Regions from separate parts of the Canis lupus genome. Here region 2 is linked to region 1. A link is a contact called in public Hi-C data. All regions are on one chromosome and are shown on one strand. The core of a region is the stretch at or near the end of the contact, and the rest is flanking DNA. Distances in the headings are between cores, read along the strand shown.

What was found. A called contact is a pair of places that touch in the nucleus more often than the background predicts.
Region 2: a contact with region 1 is called in a Hi-C map of skin fibroblasts, with 2.5 times the contacts expected there. The contact joins the promoter of LOC482174 here to the promoter of GNRHR in region 1. A contact is called at or near these places in 3 of 9 Hi-C or Micro-C datasets (amygdala, blood and skin fibroblasts).

Annotation. Positions count from the first base shown.
Region 1 is chr13:59,100,645-59,107,715 of UU_Cfam_GSD_1.0, reverse strand. GNRHR (gonadotropin releasing hormone receptor) reads left to right here and starts at 3,239. Exons shown (of 3, transcript NM_001003121.1): 1 at 3,239-3,757. The coding sequence starts at 3,239.
Region 2 is chr13:59,486,501-59,493,571 of UU_Cfam_GSD_1.0, reverse strand. It overlaps LOC482174 (transmembrane protease serine 11F), which reads left to right and starts at 3,101. Exons shown (of 11, transcript XM_038556211.1): 1 at 3,101-3,263.

The DNA of each region.
Region 1 (7,071 bases), core at 1,990-4,489:
ATAATTAGATTTTTATCGTGAATATTTTTCCTTTCTTTTTTTTTTTTTGGTTTCTGGGACCCCTTGTAATAGCTTTTCTGATTTGTAAAATCTATCCAATGGTTACCTTGTTTTGTTTGGTTTCAAACATGTGGCCCTGCTCAGATTAGCTGACATGATGTGTATGCAAAGTCTTCTGAGTTCTTCAGAATAATAAACTGTTATAAGGAATCTCATTTGGCTAATCTAGTAGGTACAAATTTTATGGTCACAAATCTCAGATGTAAAAGAAATGCCTTTTTAAATATTCTATATAAACATAATTTCACTATCTCCCCTAAACTCTCAACAGCTGAGGACTCAAAAAACAGTATTTCTTTCAATCTATTGTCAAGTTCTGATAACTCCTTGCTTTTTAATGTTATAAACATTTTATGTTTTGTAATACAGTTGAACTTACTTGGAAGTTCTAGTAGGAATTTCTATTTTTCTTTAACGTTTTGGCTTTACTCACTGATTTTTATGTACAGGAAATCCTTATTACTTGTAAACTCACTTATTTGTTAAAATTCATTTGTAACCCCAAATCAATATCCACAGTGCTTCTATAATTATTCCTAGACATGTGCATATACAGAGAGGGAATAAATTTGAGGTTAGAGAAGGTGACGCTCTCTCTGCCCTTCTCATTACAGCTGTCACACTATAAGCAAGCTTCCTTTCCATAGTGTATTTAGTGCCATGTTTTTCATATTTTTGTACATTTTGGTAACGATTTCACTGATTAAAATGACCCAAACATAGTGCTGAAGTACTATTGTCCAGTGTTCATAAGCACAAGAAGGCTGTGATGTACCTTACAGAGAAAATATGTGTATTAAATAAGCTTCCTTCAGGCAAGAGTAATAGTGCCAGTGGCTGAGTTCATTGTTAATGAATCAACAATCCAGTACATCCAGAAAAAGGAGGAGAAAAATTGCTGATCTGAACGCGTGGCTGCTCTAGAGAGTTCTAAAGCGTAATCACTGTGTGATGAAGCCATGGAAAAAGTGGAAAAGTGGCATAATATGTGGTTTCATGAGATGAGGATTAATTTTTAAAAAACGTAGTGGACAGCATTGTTGAGACAGTGAAAGCCAAAAAATTATGGTAACTGACTTGCACAATTCAAAAAGCCATCTGGTATGAAAAATGTTCAGCTTGAAGGAGTAGCAATTTCTGCTATCAGGAATCTTGGGACTATATTTTAAATATCTGCTAAATGTTATACAGGAAAAGGGTTATGTGAAAAAGCAGGTTTTCAATACCGAGACCACCTTGTTTTAAAAGGATGTTGGCAAATGAGCCTATATAATGCAAATGGTTGGGGGTCACAGGAACCTAACCCCATATTTTTGTTAGGAGCAAGTACTTGCTCAGGATTCACCAATTCAGTGTTCGTGGCAACTTTATAGAACTACCACAAATAATGAGAGTCAAGTCTATGATGCTATCTTTGTGCTTAAAAATACACGTGATGCTTCTCCAAAAGGTGTACTTCTCATAATTTCTGACTCATCTGTTCCTTCCACTAATTATTCTGAAGTAGTCCCTTTCAGAATCAAAATATTCCTTCAGAAAATATTTCCAGACCCTTCAGAAAGCTACTTAGGAAGCCAGAGTCCAGGTCCTGCAGTATAATATTTCATTTAAGTCTAGAAGTAGTGAGAGAAAGCCAGTAATTCTGGGGATGTGGTGACAGCCAAGAGGGAGCCCAGGTAAGCAACTGCTCTAAGTTCCTCCAGAGGCAGGAGGCAGCCAGCACAGAGGGACTCTGAGGAGGCACAGAGACATACCCAATACTCTTACGTAATCTTCTGTAATACCAGAGAACCTCCTTCAAGGCCCAGATGATGCCATGTGCACATTTTATCACCTGCAAAGGCTAAGAGTATATATAATAGGTATTTAGTAACTATTTATTAAATAAATGAATATAAGATGGGAAAAAATGAGCCAAGAATGGACCATCTAAGTCAAAAGAGTCACCTCTACTCTTAACATTATTCCTGCTTTAGCTATCACAGTAGCAAACTAGTTAACATAAGACCAGTCAAGCTAGTGATTTAATAAATTCCAGCGTAAGTCATAGTCGTGTTAGTAAATAACATCATCAAACATTTACTGTGAAAGCTAAAGCAGTTAACACAGAGAGTTTCTCAGTGGCCCCAATTTGAAACAATCGGATAGCATGAAAGGAATTTAAACAAATATTCATATTATATATAAATGTGGGTACAGCATTTATACAGTATTCTCTCCAATATCTAGCTACCTTATGCAATGATGTGCAATAACGGCAAGTATAATATTCAAACAAATATAAAAACAAGGCAATAATAAAAAAGAGTTAATCATTTTTACAACAGCCTAAGAATGGATGGTCTGGCCACTTAGACTGATACATAAATTTGCATGCAGGCCAATTTGTATTAGACTAAATGAATTCTGTAAAAATAATATGAGGGATCCCTGGGTGGCTCAGCAGTTTAGCGCCTGCCTTTGGCCGCAATCCTGGAGTCTCGGGATCGAGTCCTGCATCGGGCTCCCAGCATGGAGCCTGCTTCTCCCTCTGCCTGTGTCTCTGCCCTCCTCTCTCTCTCTCTCTCTCATGAATAAATAAAAAATAAAATAAATAAAAGTAATATGACGTTTTGTGGAGGATGGTTTTAAATGAACATATTTGTCTAGTGTCTGAATGTATAGCAGTGTGTGATTGAAAAGAAAAACAAATGTTTTTGAGAAATGAATTAATTTCTTAAAACAGATTTGAACTGGATAAAGTTCTTTTTTAGTATTTTTCTTCATTTTCATTTTGTACCTGTTAAAACAATAATACTAGTTTTTAGAAAATCTCTTTATTAAAGTTATGTAAAGAGTAGCATGAGTGGCTTTTAAATCCAAAACTAAGCTTCGACCTTCTCTCCTTAGGAAAAATGTTGTGAAAACCAGGCCATCTGCTGAGGTACCAAGTTACATTTGGCCCTCAGAATGTGTTTGACATGCTCTGTTTTAGACTCTGTTGGATTATTAGCCCACAAAACAAGTTCACCTTGATCTTTTATGTTAAACATAAAGTAGCTCAGGGACAAAATTTGACATAAACCTATGACGCTTCCATCTAAAGAAGGCAGAAATAAAACGGAGCTGTGGGCTAGATTACAATAAAACATCAGAAGCGCCAGAAACACAAGTCTTGAAGCTCCATCAGTAAGGAAATATGGCAAGCGCCTCTCCTGAACAGAATCAAAATCACTGCTCAGCTGTAAACAACAGCAACATGCTGATGCAGGGCAACCTCCCCACCCTGACCTTATCTGGGAAGATCCGAGTGACAGTTACTTTCTTCCTTTTTCTTCTCTCTACAATTTTTAATGCTTCTTTCTTGTTGAAACTTCAGAAGTGGACTCAAAAGAAAGAGAAAGGGAAGAAGCTCTCGAGAATGAAAGTGCTTTTAAAACATCTGACCTTGGCCAACCTGTTGGAGACCCTGATTGTCATGCCACTGGATGGAATGTGGAACATTACAGTCCAATGGTATGCTGGAGAGTTCCTCTGCAAAGTCCTCAGCTATCTGAAGCTTTTCTCCATGTATGCCCCAGCCTTCATGATGGTAGTGATCAGCCTGGACCGCTCCCTGGCCATCACGAGGCCTCTAGCTATGAAAAACAATGGCAAGCTCGGACAGTCCATGATTGGCCTGGCCTGGCTCCTCAGTGGTATCTTTGCTGGACCACAGGTAAACCAGATCATGAACTTGTTAGCATATGGCAATCACAGATTTCCTATCTACACTTGAGTACTGTATGCAGCATTGCATATCAAAGGCAGTATTGTGGTATCTTGGAGAGCTTGGACTCAGGAGATTAGAGTGGAGTTTAATCCCGGCGCTGTTACCTTGGGCACATCTTTTAGCTTCTCTGGGTTTCAGTTCCTTCATTTATAAGATGGAGGTAATGCCTACTTTATGCAGCTTTCATGAAAATTAAATGAACAATGTATTAAAGTGCCTGGCATAATCTCTGGTATGTAGTAAATGCTCCTCAAAAAATGTAGCTATTGTCAAATTTGACCTCATCCCCATCTTATTCTTTCAACTAGTTTTCTTTTTTTTTTTTTTTTTAAGAATTTATTTATTTATTAATGAGAGGCAGAAAGAGAGGCAGAGACATAGAGGCAGAGAGAGAAGTAGGCTCCATGCAGGAAGCCCAATGCAGGACTCAATCCTGGGTCCCCAGGATCATACCCCAGGCTGAAGGCAGACGCTCAACCGCTGATACATCCAGGTGTCCCTCAACTAGTTTTCCATTCACTCTGATTAATACGGTAAATTGAGAGAATTTTTAGGAACTGTGAAATTTGCACAGGTAGGAAGTGTTTATAATCTGTGTCATTTGGGACTTCTTGAGGGAAACTATCCTGTCTTGTTGCAATTTAGAATGATTCTCAACTAGTATGTTGCTCTGTAGTTTGCAGCTGGGTGGGACTGAACAAAGAGGAAAAATAAGAATCCTGGACTATTGAAATTTGAATATTTCCCTGAGCTTGACTTGAGCTTATCTGGAAGTAGGCTAGACTACAACAGGCTGTTAGCAAAATTAAAATTGTTGGTGTAGGCACAGGCCCTCTGGTATAGGCAGATACCGCCCCAGATTGCTCTCATCAGAGGCAACCTGATTAATTGGCCTGCAGAATCTGTCTTTTTCAGCATTCATATCTCTGAAGAAAATGACACATTCTTACAGATGGCAAAGATCCTTTAATGACTGATAAATAAGTTGTCCCTAGACATACCCTGATGATGAACCCAGGGTACAAGGATGTGTCGAGAAGTAATGTCAAAGTTAACTAGAATGTTCCAAAAACTGGCCACTACAAATGGAAGTTATCTAGACATTCTAAATGAGCCAGGTGGTTAAAAAAAAAAATAAAGAAACAAAAACAAACAAAAAACCTGCCATGCAGAAACCACTAAATACATTAAAGCACCAGAAAGTTGGATTACCCAATTTTCCCACCAATTCCTCACTTAACTAATAGCTTTTGGATATTAGATCAATTTAATTAGGGTGTATTTTATGGCAGGAGAAATGGGAAATGCTAGTGTTTTGATTTCCCTGGAGAAAAGCATATTATAATGATTCTCACAGTGACTAAATATACAAGAATAGGTTTAGTAAATGTGTCTCTCCAAATGAGGCTATTTAGCCAAGGCTTATGCCTGAAGTTTCCATTTCATTTCTTTAAATTAAGAGTGCTCCTTACTTACTGGTTTTCTTGGGGAAGATAAGCAAGTTAGGCTCTTCACACTGAGTGTGATACTGAAACAAAGAAACAGCCCTCAAAGGAAATGTAATTCAGTTGTGGAGACAAAACTTATATAAAACTAATGCAACTATATACTAAACATTTTTTAAATCTATTACAAGTGTAAGAATAAGGAGAGATGAGTAAGAGTGGAAATGGGGAAGGAATGTTTTAAGGTTATAGGTAGGATACGTTGAGTCTTTTAAAATGAACAGTATTTGGATGGAAAAAATAAGTCAAAGATCACATGTACTTTTCAGCAAGAGTTGAAAAGTGTGCTTAATTTTCAGACTTCTCTGGCTGAAGTAAAAGATTGAGAGATAGGATGGCAGGAAATCAGATTTGGTGGTTGCTCCTTTTCTTCCACCTCATAGCACATTATTTGTCATAAAACATCATAATTATGCATTTGCTTGTCTTTGCTATTAAGGAATATACTCTAGAATGATGGAGACTCCATTAAGTTCAACTTAATTAATATTTACATTACCGAATAAGATAACTAGCAAAAATAGAAATTTAAAATGTTTGCATAATGTGATTTCTCTTCAGATCAAATAAATCCTTCACCTTTTCCTTAAACAAAAACTTCAGACGGATGAATCAGTGAATGGGGGTATGATGGACCTGTATTATAAAAGACAGTAATAATCATGGGGAAATTCTGAAATTAATGTGGGAACCATAAATCCTTTGTGAGTCCTGGGCAAGAAATAAAGTGATTTTTTAACAAAAATACTTTTAGAAAATTTACATAGACCCAAATAGACATGAGAGACAGAGAAATCTTTTCCAGCTTTTCTGGCAATGAGGTGATTAGGTTGGTGGCTAAAATAGTCTCAGAGAGAACTGATTGTAAGAGGGACGTTTCAAACAAAAAAACAAAGCTTGGCAACAAACTGGATTTAGGGAGTTAATAACCAGAGGGGTGTAAGCTACAGCTCCAATACTTTTAGCCAAGGGGTTTTAACAACCATTGAAATAGGCAGGTAGATTGAGAAAAGGAGTGTTTGCCTCTTTGTTTCTCTGTTTGTTTGACAGGGAAGGGAAGGCAGGCTCTGAAAGAGCTGAAAACATTTGCTTTAGGACATAATGTTACCAATATGAGGTCATTGTATAAGTACAGGTATTTGGAAAGTAAGTTAGGATACTGATGAAGGTCAGTTTATGATAATAACTGAAGTGCAAACCAATAACATCGGTCTCCCTTAAAGGACTGTCCCAGAGGCTATAAAAAATATATTGATTTATTAATTCAATTATTTTCATCTAAGTATATGACAGCAATAATAGAAAGGTAGTGTCAAATACTTGTCTATCTTGATGTAGTAAAAAGAAAATATGAAATTAAATTTGAATTGTTTAGGATGTTCATGTAATAGCCTGACCTCAAATACATTACTCTTCCTGAGAGATTTATGTGAAGATGGGCCACAGAAAATAATGGTATTATTTTATGGTGTAACACATGACTCATCCTTACTTTCAGCAGCCGATTAAATTTATAAAGCACTTTACTGAAGTTTCCTGAAAAAGCCCATTCTATGCAGTACATTATAGCCATGTACATATTATCCCTATCCAGTGCATCAGAGAATGTACAAAGAAGTTTGAGAGCAGTGGCAGGCAAATACTTCTGGCAGTAACCCAAAGTAAGACATCTGTACCACATACAGACCTTGAGAAAATATTTCATAAAATAAATATTCAACTGTGTTTCATTTCATTCTTTAATGTTGATTGCAA
Region 2 (7,071 bases), core at 1,852-4,351, 390 kb before region 1:
GTCTCTTGCCCTTCCCCAAGTCCTCCGCTTCCTCACCACCATGGTGGCCTTGGTCTGTTTCTCTCCCAGACTGTGTCTCTACACTTCCTACCTTCTCAATGCGCCCTCCCTTCTGTTTTTAGCTGTGGAGTTTGTTCTGCCATTCTTCAGTTGATTTCTGGAATATTTAGGATGATTTGATGGTTCTAGTTGTATTCATAGAATAAAGCAAAGTGCTCCTACTCTGCCACCATCTGCCCTCTCCTTTTAAATAGGATTTAAAAAATATTTAGAAAGGCACATTTCAAGCATTTTAGGATCTGTTTAATATGTTACAGAATCTAAATTACTAAATATATACAGTAAAGCCGTATCTAACAAGAAGTAAGCAATACTAAAATAAGATTTTCAAACTTGCAGCTGCAAGTCCTAGAAATCTGATATAGTTATATTCAATTATGAAATAGGTATTTAGCTATAGGTATCAGCATAATAAGAAATATCCAAGAATATTTATTGAGTCAACTACTATTGACAGTTAATTTGGAAAGATGAAATTTCTACAAACCCAGCCAAATGGATTCCTTTTCCTGAATTCCTTCTTACTTGTTATGGAAAATAACGTGGGGACTGTATTGTTTTCCTTGTTGTCATCTTCATTAGGTTTGTCCTTTTCTTTCTTTCTTCTTTAAAAATAATTTTAAAATCAGAGAAAAGTTACAAAAATATTATGAGAACTTAAATTTCTCATCACACTGCTGTTGTAAGCATTAAAGAGGCAACAATCCATGTTTTCACTCTACTAATAAATTAACAAATTATTATATATGTATGTACATACATATATGTATGTGAGATATATAGAGTTAGAGATAAGCTATAAAGGCTAAGAAAAATAAGTAAGCAGAGGTTGAGAATAGAGAGTGACAGAGCCACTATTTTAGAGAACATGGTCAGAGAAGCACCTTTGATGAGTGACATTTGAGTAGAGATGTGAAAGAAATGAAGGAGCAAGACTTGTAAGTATCTCCAGGAAGAGTTTCAAAGAGGGAGAGTATAGAAACTACAAAGGCTGAGGACAACATAGCTGGAACTGAATGAAAATTAGGTTGGAAAGAACAAAGTAGTAGAGCAGGATTATATATGGTTTTCTAAGCTAAGATCAAACTGAATGTTATTCTAACTGTGCTGAAAAGGCACTTGAGGAGTTTATGCCAGGCAGCAACATATTCTGACTAATATTTCAATGAGATCACTCTAATTGTTGTATTCAGGTTAGATTGAATGGGACCAATCATGGAAGTCGTGATACCAGTTAGGAGGTAATGCAGTACTTCAGATGACTGATGATGAGGTTATTGATTAGAGTGGTATTGGTGAAGATGGTACAAGTGGTCAGATCTGAATTTTGAGGATAGAAACTAGAACTTTCTAATGGGGGATCCCTGGGTGGCGCAGTGGTTTGGCGCCTGCCTTTGGCCCAGGGCGCGATCCTGGAGACCCGGGATCGAATCCCACATCCGGCTCCCAGTGCATGGAGCCTGCTTCTCCCTCTGCCTGTGTCTCTGCCTCTCTCTCTCTCTCTGTGTGTGTGACTATCATAAATAAATAAAAATTAAAAAAAAAAAAAAAAGAACTTTCTAATGGATTGGATGTGGAGAGGAATCTAGGATGGCTTCAAGGTTTTTGTCATGACCAACTGGGTGAGGAATGGTTGCAATTTACTGAGACTGAGACTGAGTGAGAAGTAGCAGTCAGGAAGGTTAGGGAGAACTAATCGTTAAGGTTGGGACATGTTAATATAAGATGCCTGCATGAAATACAAGTGAGTGTGTTGAGCAGAGATTTAGATATGCAAGTCTGGAGTTCAGAGAAGGAATCAAGACTGGAAATATAAGTTTGAGAACCATGAACATATAAAGAGTATATTTGAAACAAAGAAAATCCATGGAAGTTAGAGAGTAAATATGATAGAGAAGATATCTGAAGGCTGAGCCCTGAAAACTTGCAAGATTGACTGGCTGGAAACAGTAGGGATTCAGCAAGTAGTTTCTCAGTCATTGCCCTGTAATTAGCAGTTGTTGAGGAGTCATGTAACTCCCAGTTGATTCATGTTTCAAGTATTAGATACAATCTACTAATGTCACAGGTACACTAAGAGCATGGGGTGGCAGTAATTTGAATATATTTCCTTTGTTAATTAGGAATAATTTAAAGGCAAAAAGTAGCTACAGATTTTTTTCCTTTGGGTATTTGATCAACAAGCTTTTTTTTTTTTTTTTTTTGAAGATTTTCTTTATTTATTCATGAGCGACAGAGAGAGAGAGAGAGAGAGAGAGAGGCAGAGACACAGACAGAAGGAGAAACTGGCTCCATGCAGGGAGCTTGATGTGGGACTCGATCCCTGGACTCCAGGATCATGCCCTGGGCCAAAGGCAGGCGCTAAACTGCTGAGCCACCCAGGGATCTCCAATCAACAACCTTTTGAATCAGAGGTTTTAATCAAATACTAAAAATACTGTGAGTAATTTAATTTATGTAATAATGTTTGCCAAATCCTTCAAATTTTTAGTGCCTAAAAGCATGCCTTACAGTAGTAGAAGCTGAATAAATATTAGCTACATACTGTAACTTTTCCCTGGCAGGTACTTAAGAATCGCAAAGCCATTTTATGTATTGACAAAGAACACTCAAATTATTAGAGTAGAGGTTATTTCCTATTCATTTTCTTTAGCTGCATAAAGGAATATGAATAAGAAAAAAGGTATCTCTTGAAATAAAGATCCCATATCTAAATTCTTTCATCAGTATTTTAACTTCTGACTTAGTGTGAGGCTTGGGTCAAACTGCATAACCCTCTTATAGACTGAGCATAATTTTTTCTTTCTACATGTTGGAAGCTGTAAGATTTGACAGGATTGTGTACTGTCCTCAGAACTCTCTGATAGAGCCAGCAATAATGCTAGTGGTGATTATAGGGGTGTTAGAATGATGTCTCAATTGACCAGCTGTTGTTTTTAGCATGGCCCTATGATTGGCTAAAAAAGATGGCATGTGACTAGTTTTCAATTGGCAAGAACCCTTTTGAAACTGGGGCTCTTGTCTGACTCAGATTGAAAGGGTTAAGCTCTAGGAGAAGGAGGTTAACTGCATTGTCTGTCGTATATTTCGGATGTCAGAGAAAAGATTCCAGAGTTGCATTCTAGGATCATTTCCAACAGCTGCCAGCCAAAGAAGTAGAAACTGTCTAATGACGGAACCACTTCAATACCAGAAACTACAAGGTATGGAAACAATGGTTAAAAGGATTAAAGACATATTTTAAAATCCATTTACTTTCCTCCTATGCCCTGTTATATTTACTATGATATGATTTCAAAAAATTCACTTCTCATGCTTACATTTTAAATCTGTCTTTTTCAAATTTTATCCTCTCTTGAATGATTAGGCATTTCAATTTATTGCATTATTATGTACTTACAGTCAATTTAAAAAAATATTGTGGGAGGTTTATAATGGCATTTATGTTGTTTGAAAACTTAATTTTTAATTTTTATTTTTAAAGACTTTATTTATTCATGAGACAGAGAGAGAGGCAGAGACACAGGCAGAGGGAGAAGCAGGCTCCATGGAGGGAGCCCAACATGGGACTCGATCCTGGGTCCTCAGGATCAGGCCCTGGGCTGAAGGCCGCGCTAAACCGCTGAGCCACCAGCGTTGCCCAAAAACTTTAATTCAGTGTGTACCAAAGACTCCTGGGAACCCCTGAGATTCTCATGGGCTTTTGACATCAAAATTTAAGTATCATTAGTGGTTTTGCTATGTTGACATTTGTACTGATTGAAGCGAAAGCAATGATGATTAAAACTGCTGGACCTTAGTGTGAATCAAGGCAATAGCACCACACTGCACCCCACTGCCATTGTTTTTTGATTTCAAGCATTCCAGAAAAAAAGAATTCCAGTTTCACTTAAGAATGTTATTGATGAAGAACAAAAAGTATTAATTTTATTAAATCTTGACCTTTAGGTACAGCCCTTTATTAGTACACCTGGTGACAAAATGAAAACACCTCTGCTTCATACTGAAATGCAATGGTCTTGAGGAAAGTTTTTAGATATTTGAAAAAAGCTGTAAAAGCTACTATTTAACATACAGCATCATTTTTACTTTAAAGAGAAACTGACAGACAAACTATGGTTACTTAGGTTTAGTTTTTTTGGCAGGTAGCTATTAAAAATTAATAAGGGAAGCTGTGACTTCAAAGAAAACAATAATTTGTTGTTTGTGATAAAGTTCAAACTCACTAGTGTAAATTCAAATTTTTAAAAACTTGCATGATCCCCTGTAAATTTTACGGCTTTCAGTATACTTACTTTTTATAATGAGATTGGTGTTGGTATTAAGAAATATGGAGAGCTTTTGATATCATATAAATAAATGTGTCAATACTTGAGAGATATGGATGATTATGTGAATTAAGTGAATCAGTTCTTTAAAAAGAGCAAGTGCATAATATTACAAAATCATACACACTTAAAGATCCACTCAAAGTAGAAAAATACTGATGGGTTTTAACATAACAAAGTACAAAAATTTCATTGATATGGCCTCAGATTCTACAAGGCAACAACTAACCTTTAAGAAATTGCCATTTTTCAAGTTTTGCTGTAAAATCAAGAATATCCACAATTATTTGAAAACCTATCATAATACTCTTTCTTTCCAATTACATCTCTATGTGAGATAGAATTTTCCTAAAATACTTCAATCAAGACAATTAATGGCAAACCAAGAACAAATAGACATTTCACATTTTTTTGAAAATAAATCTTTTAAAAATAAAAATGTTATTTTTAAATGGTTTATTTTTATTGTAAATAAATAAATATTTTAAATTTCTTAGTTTTAACTTCTAATACTGCAAGTATTGATAGATAGTCTACATAAACCATAGCTATTTAAGGTCTTCAGTAATTTTTAAGGGCATGGGGTGGTCCTAAGAACAAAATATCAGAGGACCACCGATTTGTTTCTTTTCAAGGGAGAAAAGAGTAGCAGGTTTATGTAATGATATGGTGCTAATTCATTAGCCTTGAAGCTAGATTTTAAAAATATATAAGCCCACAAAAAAAGCTGTTTCTTTTTTTCATTTAGTGACTCAGTCCATGACATATTTAACATAGTGATTATGTATCTAATAACTGTGCAGATCAGAAACTTTAAAATGTATAATGCTAGTGCTCTCAGTGATATATTTTGTTTATTCGTTTAATTAATGCTTATCTCCTGGATCCCTGCATTTAACATAATCATTTCCACAATCACACTGCATCTTGAACAAGGTATATTTTTGATGATCAGAACTTTGTTTGATCCTACTACAGATAGTCTTAGATTCGTCATAGGTCATGGGATTAAAATCATGGAAGTATAATTATTTTAGAATTTAAAAAAAAAAGAGATGGGATGAGGTAATCCAAACTTTCTTTTGACAAAAACAAAAATAGAGGCCCAGAGAGGGGTAGATAACATACAAGGTCAGTATGTGACTAATTCTGGAACTGGGATCTGGTTTCCTAGTCAAAAATATTCTTTTCAGTATACTGGTATTTATTCTCTATCTCCTGATATGTGAAACTTTTGCTCTTGAGTGCAAAATATTGACTTACGATGTTAACCACAATTCCAAAAACTGGTGATCTTTGAAACTTTCACCCACTTCTTCAGCCCAGTGAGAGTGCTCAATTTTATTAAGTTCATGTTTGAGGTATTAAATCACCGGTAGAAAGATTCAATGCTGAAAATCAGATTTGGAACTTTAGCCTGATTTTCCAGGTAGTACTGTTAGTACTGTCCTTGTTGCTGCCTTACCTGCTTTGTAAAACCATGCATTATTTACTGTGATTATTTGGGTAACTGCTAAACTGAAGCCTCTGAGAGATTATGTGTGGAAAGCATTTGAAGAGCCACAATTTGAGAACATTCTGAGGTTTATACCTAAAGGAACATTAAACATTAAAATTGTCAGAATTTGGGATCGCTGTGTGGCTCCTTGGTTTGGCGCCTGCTTTTGGCCCAAGGCACGATCGTGGAGTCCCGGGCTCCCTGCATGGATCCTGCTTCTCCCTCTGCCTGTATCTCTCCTCTCTCTCTCTCTGTCTCTATGAATAAATAAATAAAATCTCAAAAAAAAAAAAAAAGTATTCCATTTACTCAGTAATTGTGTTATCAGTTTTCATGTATAAAAATAAACCATTTAGCCTTTTGTATATTTTTCTGCATATCTTTGTAGTATTTTTTTCTTCTCTTTAAAATATGTGTAGCTTTCTTTATATGGTTATTGAACATTTCTTAAGGACATTACTAGTTACATTCACCATTTTTGCTTTGTGAAAAGATTTTATTATTTACAACTGGCCAATACTGATAAAGTTATTATTGGCCATATTTACTTTTTGAATCAATACACTTTGAATTCTTTGATTATTTAGCTAATTAGTCCTTAACTAACTTGGATTTTCTTTCTAGAAAATCACATTATCTTCAAATAATTTACCTACCAGCCTTTCAATAATTAAATGTCCTTTTACAATTACTGCCATATCATATTATCACGAGCATATGGAAAACTGTTAAATAATATTGAAACCCCTCATTTTAATAATGAGAAAAACCATCACTTAGGAGAAATGATAACCTATATTAAAACTAGTTAGAGAGGCACCTCAGTGGCTCAGTGGTTGAGCATCTGCCTTTGGCTCAGGTACTGATCCCAGGGTCCTGGGATCAGTCCTGCATCGGGCTCCCCACAGGGAGCCTGCTTCTCCCTCTGCCTATGTCTCTGTCTCTCTGTGTCTCTCATGAATAAATAAATAAAATTAAAAAAATAAAACTAGAAAAAAAGTGTGCATATTAATCTGTAATCAGTCCCTACAATCTCTACTGAAAAAGATTTAAGGTCATTTTCTCCCTTGGCATAAGATAACTGAATTGTTGTTTATGTAAAACACAGAATAAATCATCCTTCAAAATCTTTGCCTAAATATATTTCATAAAATTTTAGCTGTGTATAGTAAATTTTTGGAAATT